3 separate regions of the Mus musculus genome follow, and all the other regions are linked to region 2. A link is a contact called in public HiChIP or PLAC-seq and promoter capture Hi-C data. All regions are on one chromosome and are shown on one strand. The core of a region is the stretch at or near the end of the contact, and the rest is flanking DNA. Distances in the headings are between cores, read along the strand shown. Region 1 holds the start of Ublcp1 (ubiquitin-like domain containing CTD phosphatase 1). Region 2 has its middle 20 kb from the start of Ttc1. Region 3 holds the start of Rnf145 (ring finger protein 145).

What was found. Promoter capture Hi-C pulls out the DNA fragments that hold promoters and counts their contacts. HiChIP or PLAC-seq counts read pairs in DNA pulled down with a chosen protein or histone mark.
Region 1: a contact with region 2 is called in an H3K4me3 HiChIP or PLAC-seq map of embryonic basal ganglia, with 7 times the contacts expected there. The contact joins the promoter of Ublcp1 here to the enhancer-like site in region 2. A contact is called at or near these places in 17 of 39 promoter capture datasets (the 3T3-L1 cell line, 3T3-L1-derived adipocytes, the C10 cell line and 11 more), 1 of 15 datasets of contacts at CTCF or cohesin (the NIH/3T3 cell line), 12 of 484 Hi-C or Micro-C datasets (the 3T3-L1 cell line, the 4T1 cell line, B cells and 7 more), 18 of 115 datasets of contacts at active chromatin or transcription factors (astrocytes, cardiomyocytes, craniofacial prominence and 12 more) and 5 of 9 other capture datasets (adipose tissue, embryonic stem cells, liver and 2 more).
Region 3: a contact with region 2 is called in a promoter capture Hi-C map of the C10 cell line, with 14 times the contacts expected there. The contact joins the promoter of Rnf145 here to the enhancer-like site in region 2. A contact is called at or near these places in 18 of 39 promoter capture datasets (the 3T3-L1 cell line, 3T3-L1-derived adipocytes, the C10 cell line and 12 more), 1 of 15 datasets of contacts at CTCF or cohesin (large pre-B cells), 2 of 484 Hi-C or Micro-C datasets (LSK cells and muscle stem cells), 13 of 115 datasets of contacts at active chromatin or transcription factors (bone marrow-derived macrophages, embryonic forebrain, embryonic hindbrain and 9 more) and 1 of 9 other capture datasets (embryonic stem cells).

Annotation. Positions count from the first base shown.
Region 1 is chr11:44,468,642-44,473,051 of GRCm38.p6, reverse strand. Ublcp1 (ubiquitin-like domain containing CTD phosphatase 1) reads left to right here and starts at 2,504. Exons shown (of 11, transcript NM_024475.5): 1 at 2,504-2,624.
Region 2 is chr11:43,765,731-43,770,440 of GRCm38.p6, reverse strand. No RefSeq gene overlaps it. Among named protein-coding and RNA genes, the nearest start is that of Ttc1, 20 kb to the right of the region's middle. Within about 2 kb of position 3,425, at least 88 of the 459 cell types and tissues checked have an H3K27ac peak or open chromatin away from gene starts, as enhancers often do. A contact at or near this core is called in the 4T1 cell line, embryonic basal ganglia and embryonic limb bud, where this site is marked.
Region 3 is chr11:44,517,571-44,521,984 of GRCm38.p6, reverse strand. Rnf145 (ring finger protein 145) reads right to left here and starts at 3,029. Exons shown (of 11, transcript NM_028862.4): 1 at 2,711-3,029.

The DNA.
Region 1 (4,410 bases), core at 1,255-3,754, 700 kb before region 2:
TTTCTTTTTAAAAATTTAAATGTTATTTATTTTGTGATGTGTGAGAACATACACACTTCCCCACACAGGAGTGGAGGTCAGAGGATTTGCAAGGTTTGATTCTCTTCACCTTGTGGGCCACGGGGATGGAATTGAAGTGGTTAGGGTTGAGGGCAACCTCCTGTATCCCTGAGCCACCTAACTTGCCCTCCAATTGTTTTTTAATTGTATTTTTCATTTCATGAAGGTTGAGCTAAATAGAAATGAGATAGCCTGGCATGTTGGTGTATGCTTGTAAACCAGGAAATAGGGAGACCAAGGCAAGAGAATGAAGAGTTTCCGGCCAGGAGGGCAACACAGGGACACAAAGCTATAGAGATGTACTTGGTAGAGCACTGGTTTAGCATATGCAAAGTCCTGGGTTTGATGCTCACTTCCAGAAAACAAAGCAAACCAAAACATAGTTGACCTTAATGATAAACAAATGTACTGATTGTGGTGGTGAAAATAGAAACTGGCCTTGCCAAGCAGCAAGTGGATGAATGATCCAGGTGAAAAAGCATATTCATTTTGAGATTAGTTTCTTGCTTTTTGATGGTCGTTTTGACTGTGTTGTTAAACTTCCGTGTGGGTTTTGTAGAAAGTCTTTTCTTTTTTGAAGAAAGCAAGGGATTTGTTTTGAATGAGTAGATATTCTCATTAAGTACAGGAAAAAAACCAAAAACCAAAACAAAACAGAAAACCCCAAACCTCTTAACTAAAGAACCCTCAAGTTGGGACTGGAGCCATGACTCTTGCAGAGGACCTGGGTTTGGTTCCTATCACTCATATGAGAACCGGAACTATCTTTAAGTCCAGTTCCAAAGGCAAAATACTCATACTCATTGAAAAACAAGTCTTTTAAAAAATTGCTAAGACACAAAATTTAGTTGCTTTATTTCTAACAAGCCCAAGAAATGAAAAAACCAAAACAAACCCAAGCAGGTACAGCTCTATCGACTAAAAGGAAAGACACACATGGAACCAATATTACCTTTTTACTCTCCCCTTCTGGAAGAAACTGGTTTAAGAAAACGTTTTGGATTTGTGTTTTTATAATTTTAAAATGACATTAATTTAGCCATACATGCTGGTGCATGCCTTTGATTCTAGCACTTGGGCAGGTGGATCTTTGTGAGTTCCAGGCAAGCCTGAGCTATACATAGAGAAACCATGTTTTCCCCCTCCCTCCAATTACATTAATTTTTCTGTGGGTCTGTTTGTACCAAGGCACAGGAAGTCTGAGAACAACTGTCAAGAGGTGGCCACGCCTCTTATGGGTCTCTAAGATTGAATTTGAAGTTTTAAAAAGTATCAGATATACTTATCTAGGGGCTGATGATGTAAACATTCTTCAAGTTACTTTTTAGGTCTTTCTTTTCTTTTTTCTTTTGCATAACAAGTAACACTGGGAATTTCTTGAATGGATGAGAAGGGTTAGGTCCCGTTGAGGCTTTCTTCTGTCTGAGTCAGAGTTTCAGTCTGTATCCCAGGGCTGGAACTAGAATTCCCTATGCCCAGGCTGGCTTCAAATTTATGCACTATCCTACTGCCTCAGCTGGGATTACAGGCAAGAGCCGCCTCCAGGGGTTCAAATGGAGACTGCTTTGATAGCTAAGAAAAACTCCACTTTATGTGAGGCACCCATTCTAAATTCCGAAAAGATAAGTTCCTAGCAACTCTGACTCCTTGCCCCTTCCCCATGAATTGGAAAACTGCTATGAAATGATTAACTGCTGGCTCTGATTTCTGCGAACTCCGCTCATCATTACGCACAGGGGGTGGGGGGTGGGGGTGAGGCAGTTCCTCACATAGCTGTCAATCCCACAGAAATGAAGTAATTGTAACTGCCCTTAAAAGCCCCTTTCCTGTTTTAGCTCACAGGAACTAAAGAGAGCGGCTGCTTAAGAAGAAAAACTCGGATAACTATAATTTAAACGGAGTCTCCGGTCTCTCCGAGTGACTTCGAACGCTGCAGCATTTATTTCTATGAAAGCATGGCATTCTTCTGTAAAGAGAACTAGCTTTCCTTGCATTTAAGGAGGCAAAGCAAGCACGAGTGGGTGGAGCCGACCGACACACAGATCTGGAACACCGTTGTCACACGGATATTTGTTCCATGAGTGTTTGGATCACTTTGGCCGGCTTTCCCCTGGAGTGGGCAAATTATATTCCTGGCTCCTTGCGTCTCTAGAAAAGTCTCCTCTTCAGTCCTCAAAGGTCGGCTTCATTCGGAACGCGACACTGCCACAGGAGTCACAGGGCTCCGCAAAGCTCAGCTCTGGTGGAAAAAAAAAAAAAGTCGCCACCGGGCCGGAGCATGCGCAGAACAGCCGGCGGCGGCCACCAAGAACCGGGAGGGGTCTCTTTCACAGAGGTCAAAGTCTGGAAAACACTCGGCCGGCCTGGGCTCCGCAGGCGTCACATCGGAGGAGAAACCAAACAAGCGGCAGCCGCATTTCCCCCTCCCCTACAACACATTTCCGGTCTCAACCACACTTTCCGGTCCGCCCGCCGGTTCCGGTCCCGCCCCTCGCTTCCGGTCTCCTTAGGTTCCGCTGCGGCCGGCTTTTTCGTCCGCTGTAGCTGGTTCCGCCGCGCTCCAGGTGAGAGGACGCGGGGTTCTCCGGCGCGCCTGCCTGTGAAGGCGACGCTGCGGCCGGGGGATGCCACTGAACTGCATGCGCCCCGTGGTTTGTCTCGCTGCGGTCCGGGTGGGCTGGGACTGCAGCTGTCCCGCCTGGCCCCCAGAGGCCCCTGTCCCGGCGCACTGCGGGTCGTGGCCGCAGCCTTCGCATCCGGCCTTCTCACCTGACCCCAAGGCTTCCCACGTCCCAGAATGTTCTGCGTCCGCGGGCCTCGTCCCCCGCTCCTGCAGGGTCTGTCTTGTCCTCCCCTCACGCGGGTTGTCGAAGGCGTCCGAGGCAGCTTGTTTCTGAGACTCTGCCTGTCTTGGGATACTCCCGGGGCAGTCCGGGCTGCACCCCGCGCGGCTCCTGCGGGCCGGCGCCAGGGCCCGCGGCCCAGCACCGCACGCTCACTCTTGCCGGGCTGGATGAAAAGTTCACACTGTCACTTTTGAAATTGCCGCCGTTGGCTGCTTTTCGTGATGCGGTGTTGGGCGAGAGTCGCTGTGACTTATTTTGCAGGTTTCTAATCTGTACAGTGAGGTCGCTTGTTAGTCCAGGATTGTGAAGATTAAGATAGCGATAGTTAACGTGCTCAGCCCTCACTGCTACCGTTCTCCTAGCTCCTCGCGGCTTATCAAATGCTGTCAGGTGTTAGCGCTTATCAAAACACATACATGTGAACTGACTCATCTCTGGGTTTGGAAGGCTGAGGGCTAGAGAGGTAAGAGACTAGGCAAACCCAACACAGGATGTTAGGCAGAACTCCAGTATAAACATACGTTGATTACATATCCCATAAAAATGTCCTCTTTGAGTTGGATCGCCATCACCACCCACTCCCACCCCCCAATTTGGGGGACAAATGTGATAAACCATTAGCATTGTATGAGAAAGTATAAAAATGCCCATGCTTTTTTTGTCCTGCATGATTCTCAGTAGTGATGAAATGAGATTCAAAAATTAAAAAAAGTTTTAAGAACTTAAGCTGGAAAGGTTTGTATAACCTTTTTTTTTTTTCTATGCCCAGAGTCTTGGGGCATTTGACAACTTGTCTTTACCATTTGTAGCACAAGTTCTTTATGAAGTAGTGCCTGTTGTTAAGTGCATGGGGCCCATGCCATTGGCAGGTTTTTCTAAAGCCGGTAACAGAAGAGCCTAGAGGAGTAGCATGCTCAGCCTCTACCACCTCAGAGGTGGTAGAAAAAGACTGGTTAAAGTGGACATTGTTAGGTCTCTTTCCTTATTCTGATGATACTTCCAAGAAGTCTTCATCAAATTTAAGTCAGTGGTATTGGTTGAGAACCACTGGTCAAAAAACTCTCATGGTCTCCAGACTACCCTGCCCGTCCAAGCACCGGTTAGCTCAGCTCAGCTCAGCTCAGCTCAGCTCAGCTCAGCACAGCTAGAAGCCTTCCTAGCTCTTACGAACAATCATTCCTGTTTCTGTGTCTTACAGATTTCAAATTGACCCACATGCCTTTTTAGCCAAGGTCATAAAACTTCTTAGGGCAGATTCTGCCTAACGTGGCATCGTTGCCCTAAGTTAGCATGCTTGCAGGTTTTCTGCAGAACATTAACATATGAGTAAGTAGGTCTAAGTGGGACTCTAAAGGGAAACGGACAGGGAAGCCAATGTGAATATGGATTTGGTACGCTTTTCGAAGCACAGTAATAGATTTCTACATTAAGTCTTTGCAGATTGTTAATTAAAATTTACCTTCTCTCAGAATTGGTTGTGATGCTTACGATCACATGATCAAAT
Region 2 (4,710 bases), core at 2,176-4,675:
GAAGACCGAGGTCCATGCTCAGGGAAACCGGTCTGACTGGAACATACTGGGTCAGCAATTGCCACATCAAGTGTATAACAGAGGCAGGTGCTCCACTACCATTCTCAGTGAGTTAAACTTCAACATCAAGCACCATCTTGCATCAGATATGGTGATGGCACAGCACTGTGGGCTCTGAGAGAGGAGTTGCCTCATTGCTGGGAGGAGGGGTGTTAGAAGAATTTGCACCTTTATACAGTGCAGTGGCTATGGGAACCAAGACGTGATCAGAAGATTGGCCACACACACACACACACACACACACACACACACACCTCTGGCATCCCAAGACCATCAGACCATAAGGGTTCTGACATAGTCAGAACCAGGTCTAATCCTTAATGGACTCTTACTAGATGGCACTATTAAGAGGGAGTGGAAATTAAGAGGTAGGACCTAGATCACTGGGGCGTGTGAGGAGGGACTGCATCTTGACTCAGATTCTTCCTGGCTTTCCTTCTCTCTACTTCCCATCCATCAGGGAGTGCATAGCAGCCTCACTATATACCTACACCACAATGGTTTCTGATTGAGTACATGAGACCATGTAGCCATGAACTAACCCCTCTAAATCCATAAGCCAAGAGGAATCCCCCTCCACTAAGTTGTTTCTACCAAGCATCTGGTCACAGTGACTGAAAGATTCCCCATGAGATACTTGCGCCTATCTTTCAAAGCTTTTAAAAGTCACTAATCTAAACCTTTTTGGTTGGACACCCTTCCCGGGTCTCAGTGGTTTCTGTTGTGGTTGGCTAGCTGATTTTGGTTTTGGTTTCTGCTGAGGTTTGGTGTTCCTAAGCCCTGAGTGCTTCACATATAAAACTAAAGTAACATATAATCATCTATACCCCAATGATATGAAGGATCAATGAGCCGATGCAGGAAATAAAGAAATATGAGACATTTAAGAAACACACAGCTAATATTATTAAAATAGATCAGGACTACCAACAGTAACAAAATGGGAATGGGGTGTTGAGATAGGTTCTCAAGTAACTGAGGCTGGCTTGGTACTCACTGTGTAATGGAAGATGATCTTGGCTTCCTGATTTTTCTGCCTCCACCTTCCCAAGATTGCAGGTTAATGCCACCAGGTCTGGTTTATTCTGGGCTGAGATAGAACCCAGGACTTCATACATGCTAGCAACCTCTCTACCAACTTAGCCAGTCCTGGACCTGTTTTGTTGTTTTTCTTCTTTATTTGTGAGTTTGTACATTCATTCATTCATTCATTTATATAAGAGAATAGCCCACATGGCACCATGAGTATATGGAGGTCAGAGGACAGTCTGTAGGAGTTGGCCCTCTTCTTCTACCATGTAGGTCACAGAGATAGAATTTAATCATCAAGCAGGGTGGCTGAGCCACCTCGCAAAAAGGTCTGGTACTTACTACATAGTCCAGGTTAGCCTCCAACTCACAAAAGTCCTCCTGCTTCAGCCTCCCAAATGCTGGGATTACAGGATCACATCTGACCATTTGTAGCAGAAAAATCAACTTTGGAAAGAGTTGGGAACTCAGAACCTGGCTCTCTTTCATCTGAACTACCAAAAGGCCCTAGTTCTCACACTCCGAGTTTCCAGTGTGGTGGTATAGACTTGCCTTGGCAGCCCCGGGGAGATGGGAGAATCAGAGGTCCAAGGGTAGCATGGGTTAGTCCATGGGTTAGGCCAGTTGAGCTACATAGCAAGACCCTGCCTCAAGCAAAACAGTAAAACAAGCAAAAATTGGGGAAAATGGAGCTGGAGAGATAGCGCAGCAATTAAGAGCACTGACTGCTCTTCCAGAGGTCATGAGTTCAATTCCCAGCAACTACATGGTGGCTCACAATCATCTATAGTGAGATCTGATGCCCTCTTCTGGTGTGTCTGAAGATGGCTACAGTATACATATACATAAAATAAATAAGTAATTATTTTAAAAATATTGAGGAGGATGGAAGGATTAATCAGAATGCTTATTTAGAATACGGACTTATCCCACCTCCCATTCCTCCCGACTGGGTTAGGAAATGGAAGACCCGGGCATCTGGTCTGCACATCCTTCTTCTTGAGGCACAGTTGATCATGAGCCAGAATCTTTTCTTTTTCCCCACCAGAAACAGGGCATTACACTTTAGCACAAGTGGACCTGGAACTCACCCAAGTTAGCCTTGAACGCCAAGGTGATCCTCCTGCCTCTGCCTCTCCCTGGTGCTGAAATCACAGGCAGGCTGCTGAGAAGCAATGCGCTAGAGTAGTGTTTCTCAACCTTTCTCAGGCTGGAATCCCTTAATACAGTTTTTTGCTTTATGATGAGCCCAAGCATAAAATTACTTTCGTTGCTACTTCATAACTGTAATCTTGCTGCTGGTATGAATCGTGATGTAAATATCTGATACGCAGGATAGGATATCTGGATATGTAACCGCTGTGAAAACGTTAGTCAAACTCTCGAGACGGGTCGCGACCCACGGGTTGAGAACCCTTGCTGCAAAGCATCATTGCTTTAGGAGCTGGGCTAATTTATGACCCCATGAAAACAACTGGCTTTTAGAAACCCTGATCCCCCTACAAAACACTGTTTTGCCTGCACACCAGACACCTTCATCCTTATTCGGAGGGATATACATGTCAACCAATTGAGTAACCTTACAATGCCTACTGCCTTCTGGGACTCACTTTCCCCAGTACTAAGTTCGAGGGGTCTCTTCTTCTCTGCCCAGGCTGAGCGTCTCTCTGCTTTTCAGGCTCTAACTTCTACCCTCCTGCTTGGATGAGCCAAGGATAGCAGCTGAGAAAACAAGCCCTACGCGTCTTCAGTCAAGCTTCTCTTAGTTTACCTGTACCACACTGCCCACAATAAGGAAGAAGTCTAGTGTGCAGGGGAAAGACCGCTCTATAAGAAGGTTAAAAAAAAAAAAAAAAAACAGAGTTGTTTGGATGCTTTTCGTTTGGTTTTATTTTATTTGAATTTGCCAGTACAGAGAATTGAACCTAGCCCTCACTCACGTAAGCTAGACAAGAGTTTACCACTGAACTACATCTCCAGCTTTCGTTCCTTTTAAATGACGCAGGAAGGTTTCGGTTTCCTCCTTTGCATGTGGAAGTATTTGCAGTCAGGTTTCTGTGGTTTGTGCTTACTGCCAAGAGCTCTGCTCGCACACCGCATCCAAGCACCCTGAGGGACGCGCATCTCTCCACCGCTACGCCGCATCTACAGCTCAACGCTAGGAAGGAATACAGAGGGGGGCCCCCCGGGGCTGCTCCTAGCCACCTGCAATCTGGCGTCCTTCCTCCACGCACACTTGGAAGCTGTTTCTCGGACGAGGTGGTGAGAGGCACTGCGCCACGCCCCCTCGCGCGCCACCGCGTTCTTAGAGTGCAACCTGCCCGGCGTTCAGGCAGGCGGGCGCGCCATCTGCTGTCCAATACGAGTAAGCAACGCGAATGAAACGTTGCTCTGCAATTCAGCTTGGATCTTCTCTGCAGCTCTTCCCTTGACTCTCAGTTGGGGAAATGTTCTGGAATCCTAGGTTAAGGGTACTTAACTTGGGATCTGTGTGTTAGCTTCAACAAGTCTAGGAACCCTCCAAATACTACTCAGAGTGGGATATTTTTCTGGAAAAGAGGTAGTTTTCCTGAGTCTGACTAATAATGCTATGAATTGTAGATACACACACACACATACACACACACACACACAAAGTCTCTTGAGCAATATTGCCAGGGTATCTGGCAGATGCATATTCAACTTTCCAGATTTTGCCTGGCTGTTTCTAATATTGCCTGGCCACTTTGCTTTCCTGCCAACGAGGCATAAGACAGCCAGTTACTCTGCTTCCTCACCAGCTCCGAGAGCATTAGTCGGCTTTAATTGTAGTCATTCTAACAGGTTGGTGGTACTCTTCCTGTGGCTTGAATTTGCATTTCCCTAATGACTAGTACCGTCAAATGTCTTATCTGCTTATTTGCCCTCCATACATTTTTTGATGGTGTGTTCAAGTCTGCTCATTTTTAATAGATATTTTCATCTTAGCAAGATATATTATTTCAAGCTGAGATGTTAGGTTTCCTTATTTCTGGAACTGGAGAAATATTTCAGCTGTTGGGAGCACTTGCTGCTCTTTCAGACAACCTAGATTCAATTCCAAGCATTCATGTCTGACAACCTCTCTTGGCCTCTACAAGTACCCAAACTCAAGTGCACACATCCAATCATTTTTTAAAGATTTCTTTTTATTTCCATAACATGCAACTCCTTTTATGTATATGTTCTTTTCTCTTAGTTGATACCGTGTATTTGAATTCCTTAATTATGTCCTTTAAAATGCAGGAATATTTAATTCTGACAAAGTGTAATTTATTAATACCTTTATTTTTGGCTGATACTTTTTATTTGCACATAAGTGCTTTTAATTTAAAAAGAAAACAGAACTTTTCCTTTTAGCATCCATCAATGGAGCATCAGCTGCCAAGATGTTTGATCCTTTTGGGACTTCTAATTGAAGCAAAAACTACGTAAGGCATTTCAATACATTTTCTCACATTCAGAGGAAGATCGTGTCTTTCCCCCTCTTTCCAAAGTGCTGAGATAGAAGCATCAGGTTCAGTCTGTGTGCCTTCCAAAGGATGGTGAAGTTCAGGTTGTACGTGGACATTAAAAAGGTCAGAAGCTTGGCAGTGGTCCAAC
Region 3 (4,414 bases), core at 1,780-4,279, 750 kb before region 2:
GTATTTGCCATGATTATAGAAGCTTGCGATTACTTATATCTTCCATAGTACTAGGCTGTAAGAACATGAAGCAAAAAAACAGCTGTCCAGGCCAGCAAGATGGCTTAGATGCTGGAGGTCAGGTGTGAGACCCGCATGGCTGAAAGGGAGAACTTTCTAGCTGTCCTCTGACCTCCACACCAGCAACAAAACACTGCACATCTGCCCACACAGAGACGCTAAAAGTAAATAACTGATATCATAGATCCTTAATAATTGGCTCAAACCTTATATGTTATTTTGGATCCAGGGTCAAACACTGCTGATGAACAATTATTAAGCTGGAGCTCAGAATTCCCTTAAAACCATGATACCCAGCAACCCTAGACACAGGAATAGCAAAAACAAAAGGTCCAAAACCGCCAAATGCAAATATGTAAGCTTTCTGCACTATCTTATCTTCCTGTAAGATCCCAAAATTTCCTTGGGTTATTGAAACAAACTGGAAATGAATTCTCCATCATGTCTCTGCAAGCCACGTAAACTAAAGGTGACTCAAACCCATGTTAGACAGCCCAGCAGCTAAGTAAATGAAAAGTTTTGTCCCAGAAACAGTAAACTTTCTTTCCAGAAACAGAAAATGTTTCTTCCCAGAAACGGAAAGACTCAATAAATGCTCACCAAAACCCCAAACCCTGGCTGTTTCAATAAATGCCTTTCCAAGACATGGAAACAACGTCTTGTATAATGTGCAGTTTATTATAGGGCTTGAGGGTTAGGAAACACAGATCCTCACTCTGCATTGTCCTAAAACTACCAAAGTTTAGTTTTGAATAGGGAGAAATCAGACAAAGAAACTTCAACAGTAAGAAAAATGTAACTGCTGGGCTCCGTTGGAAAACTATCTTTAAAAAAAAAAAAATGTGGTATTAAAAAAAAAAGGAATCCCACAACTCCTTAACTACCTTTTTAAAAAAGACAAAGCAAAAATAAGATGACTTAAATTGATAACAGATAATTTAGGGCTGAAAGTTACAAACAAAACCATCACCATCAACCTTCCTTCTCTGCTCCCAGCAATTCAAACAAATTCTAAATCAACTAAAACTGAATCTAAGCAAATGGGGGACAAGGAGGCTGTCTATCCATTGGGATGCTGAGACCTTAAAAAAAATAAACAAACAAAACAAAAAACAAAAAAACAAAAACAAAAACGAGAGGGCGAAGCTGGACCCTAAAATCCGAAAGTAACTCCGCCCAGAAAGGAGACCAGGAAAGAGAACTTCCTTACATAAGCGCTGGCACACGTTTTAAATATAGCTAATCCTCCCCACTCCCACTGTGTTGCTAGCTAACTTTGTAGGGACTTGGTTTCCACAGAAACTACTAGCAATCCTGTGATTCCTCATCATCTCCGAAACCACATCCACAGATAAGAGTCCACCCTCCAGTGAAAGAGCCATCGTCCAACCTAAGGGCCCGACACAGAGAAGGAAAACAACGCTACCTCTGCCATTGGACGCTCAGCCTAGGTCACGACTGCAGCACCGGCAGCTCATCCTTTTGGGTCTGGTTCAAGATTCACAAAACTGCACACTCGGTATTTTATAAAATAAAGACAGACACACACACACACCCCTTCCTTTCAGACTAGTTTCCTGTTTACTGCAGACAGAGATGCAAAGCCATCCATTAATCTTTGATGCCTTCCCACTGCAAAGGCCCCTTCCCCCGCCCCATCTCACTCTCTCCCCGCACCTCCCCCAACCCCGCCTGCTTTGCTCAGATACATTTGAACTGTAGTAACCCCAAGCCAGCTCGCCGCAAGCAGGCAGCGAGCACAGCACAGCAGCGCGGCACGGACGCAGCAGCCCCAAGGCTAGGGGATTACGTGGAGCAGAAACTCTGCCAGGAAGAGAAGCCCGGGTGCTCCCTGCCTCGCCAAGGGTGCTGGCTCTACCGCGCCTCATAAGGCGCGCTTATATGAGTCAAGTTCCTAACCCTTAGATAGAATAGGGGGTTCATTCCACAAAGGTCCTAGGGTGGGAAAGCAGAACTGGAGAGGGCGAACCCAGGGATGGCGAGCGGGAAAAGGAACACAGTAAGAGAGAGATGAGCTGCTCGTGACTGAAGAGAGGCGCACTGCACACTAAGCCAGGGGTCCCCCTATTCTTTGGGCTTGGCAGGTCTTTCTGAAACCCGCAACCTGCACCGCCTGCACATGGTTAGGCTGAGTTAAGGGGCTGCGAGGTGAGGAGACGCCAGGGAAGAGGGAAGAAGCTTGAAAGCAAAAAGAGTGAACAGAAACGCAAAAGACGAAAAGTTAGAAATGCAAACCTGAGCAAAGGAGCCCGGACTGGACACCTCTGCCAGAGAGACCGGGAAAGGCCTTGCAACCGGGGTACAGGAGAGCAGAGAGGGGTGAGCCCCAATGAGGGCATCTCAGGAATGTGAGGGTTCTCTCCCTCTCCAGGCGCGGGAGGAAAGAAGGATGGAAGGTGGTGAGGAGGCAGCCGAGGCCCCGGGAACGAGTATGAGGCTCTGCGAGGAGGTCGCAGGAGACTGATCGCTGCTCAGGGGTGGGCGGGAGGGCGCGGTGCGGAGGGGGACCAGGCCGGGGCCAAGAGCCGGAGAAGGAGGGGGCGCGGCGGGGAGGAGCGAGGGTGGGGGAGGGGAGGGGAGGCGCAGTGGGCAGCAGGCCTGCGGGATGCTCCCGGCTGACCGCAGTCACCTGGAGCCGCAGCCTCCCTGCCTGCGGGGCGGCACTGGGGATGGCGGTGTCCGCTGCTGCCCGGCTCCGATTCCCGCCCCTCCGGTGAGATCTTCGGTTCCGACGGCGGGGGGCCCGGTTTGCGCGGCTCACAGCGGCGGCTCTCCCGCGTCCGGCCTCGGCTGCGGCGTCTCGGGAGGCGGAGGCAGCGGAAGCGGCCCGAACCGTGAGGTCACCATCCTCCGCGGCGACAAAGGCGCTCCCGGGCCGAGCGCCGGCACCAGCGCCCGGCGGCCGCCATGGCCTGGTCCCCGCGCTCCGGCTCCGCCCCCCGCGCTCTGCGGCGACCGCCGGCTCGCGCGCTCTGCGCCTGCGCGCGAGCTCGCCATCGCCCGGCCCCCGTGCGCCCACGCTCACTCACAATCGCGCACGGCGGGATCTTCCCGCACCGCCTCCGTTGAGTGGGCCCGAAACGCCGGCTTCTCTTTGGTGCTGGTCCGGCAGACTATTCCAAGGAAGGGTGAGGCGACACCGGGACATGCACTGTGACCCCAGCCATTCTGACACGTGTTCGCGCTCACTCCGCAGACACCACGAGCCGCACGCGCCCACACCTACACTCACCTGCTGGGACCACGTGGGACAATGTGAAAGGCTGGTCCCTGCCGCGTGCAAACCCAGAGCAATTTTTAACTCTCTCCTTGACTAGACTAAGACTCGTCTCTAAGGCATCAGGGACGACGAAGAGTAAAATGCTGGATGAGTGAATGGTTTGGAATTGCTCCCTGGGACTGTATTCCGGCTCCTTCGTTTGGTGCAAATGATTAACTACTGTATGAAAATAAAAGGTGTAAATAGGTTTGCCATTTCTTTTGGTTCAAGGTTCAAACCACATTAGTGTGCACACACCCTTTCCCTGAAACCCTTTTGTTCTGCTCTAGTCTCCTAATACTATGGCACATTCTTGCCGTATTATAAATGTAGAAGCTTTTAGAGCAGGATCTGTGTCTATATAGTATATAAGCTTGCTGAGGACTTAAGCTGATCTTTGCAGGGATCTATTACTACGTTCATCTGTATTACCATTGCCTCGCTATTACCTTCTGCCATTTGCTCTGTTGTTCCTTGCTTTTAGTTTAGTCCCTTGAGAATCAGTTGCCACTAGAAACTAGTGTGGCCTTTCATTAGGCAGTGCCTAGGTAACAGAAGATGAACACCAAGTGATTTGTAAGGCATTGCAACCATTCTGGCTCATTCGGAAACTTGCCAAGAGCCTCCACCTTACAATCTGTACAAGACAAAATGAGTATTCTTTGATGTTTATGTGTCCTTGTCCACTGCTTATGAGACACATACACCCACGATTCTGAACCTCTGGGTCTCCCCTGCTATAAAACTGTAAACACAACCTCTACATATACAAGGTCATCAGAGCAGGAGAGATGGCTTAGCTCTTAAGAGCCCTTTTTGTTCTTCTAGAGAACACCCCACCCCCAGGTTCAATTCTCAGCACCCAGGTGTAGCTGGTAACTCGAGTCCCAGAGGATCTGACGCCCTCTTCTGGCCTCCATGGACACTACAAACATGTGGTGCTCAGACATATCTGCAGACAAAACATTCATAGATGTAAAATAAGTAATATGTAGCCAAAGCCATCACTAAAGTTCACAGTAGCATATCTCCCTCCCATTTTCTGTGACTGTGATAAAACTTGGACAGAATTTA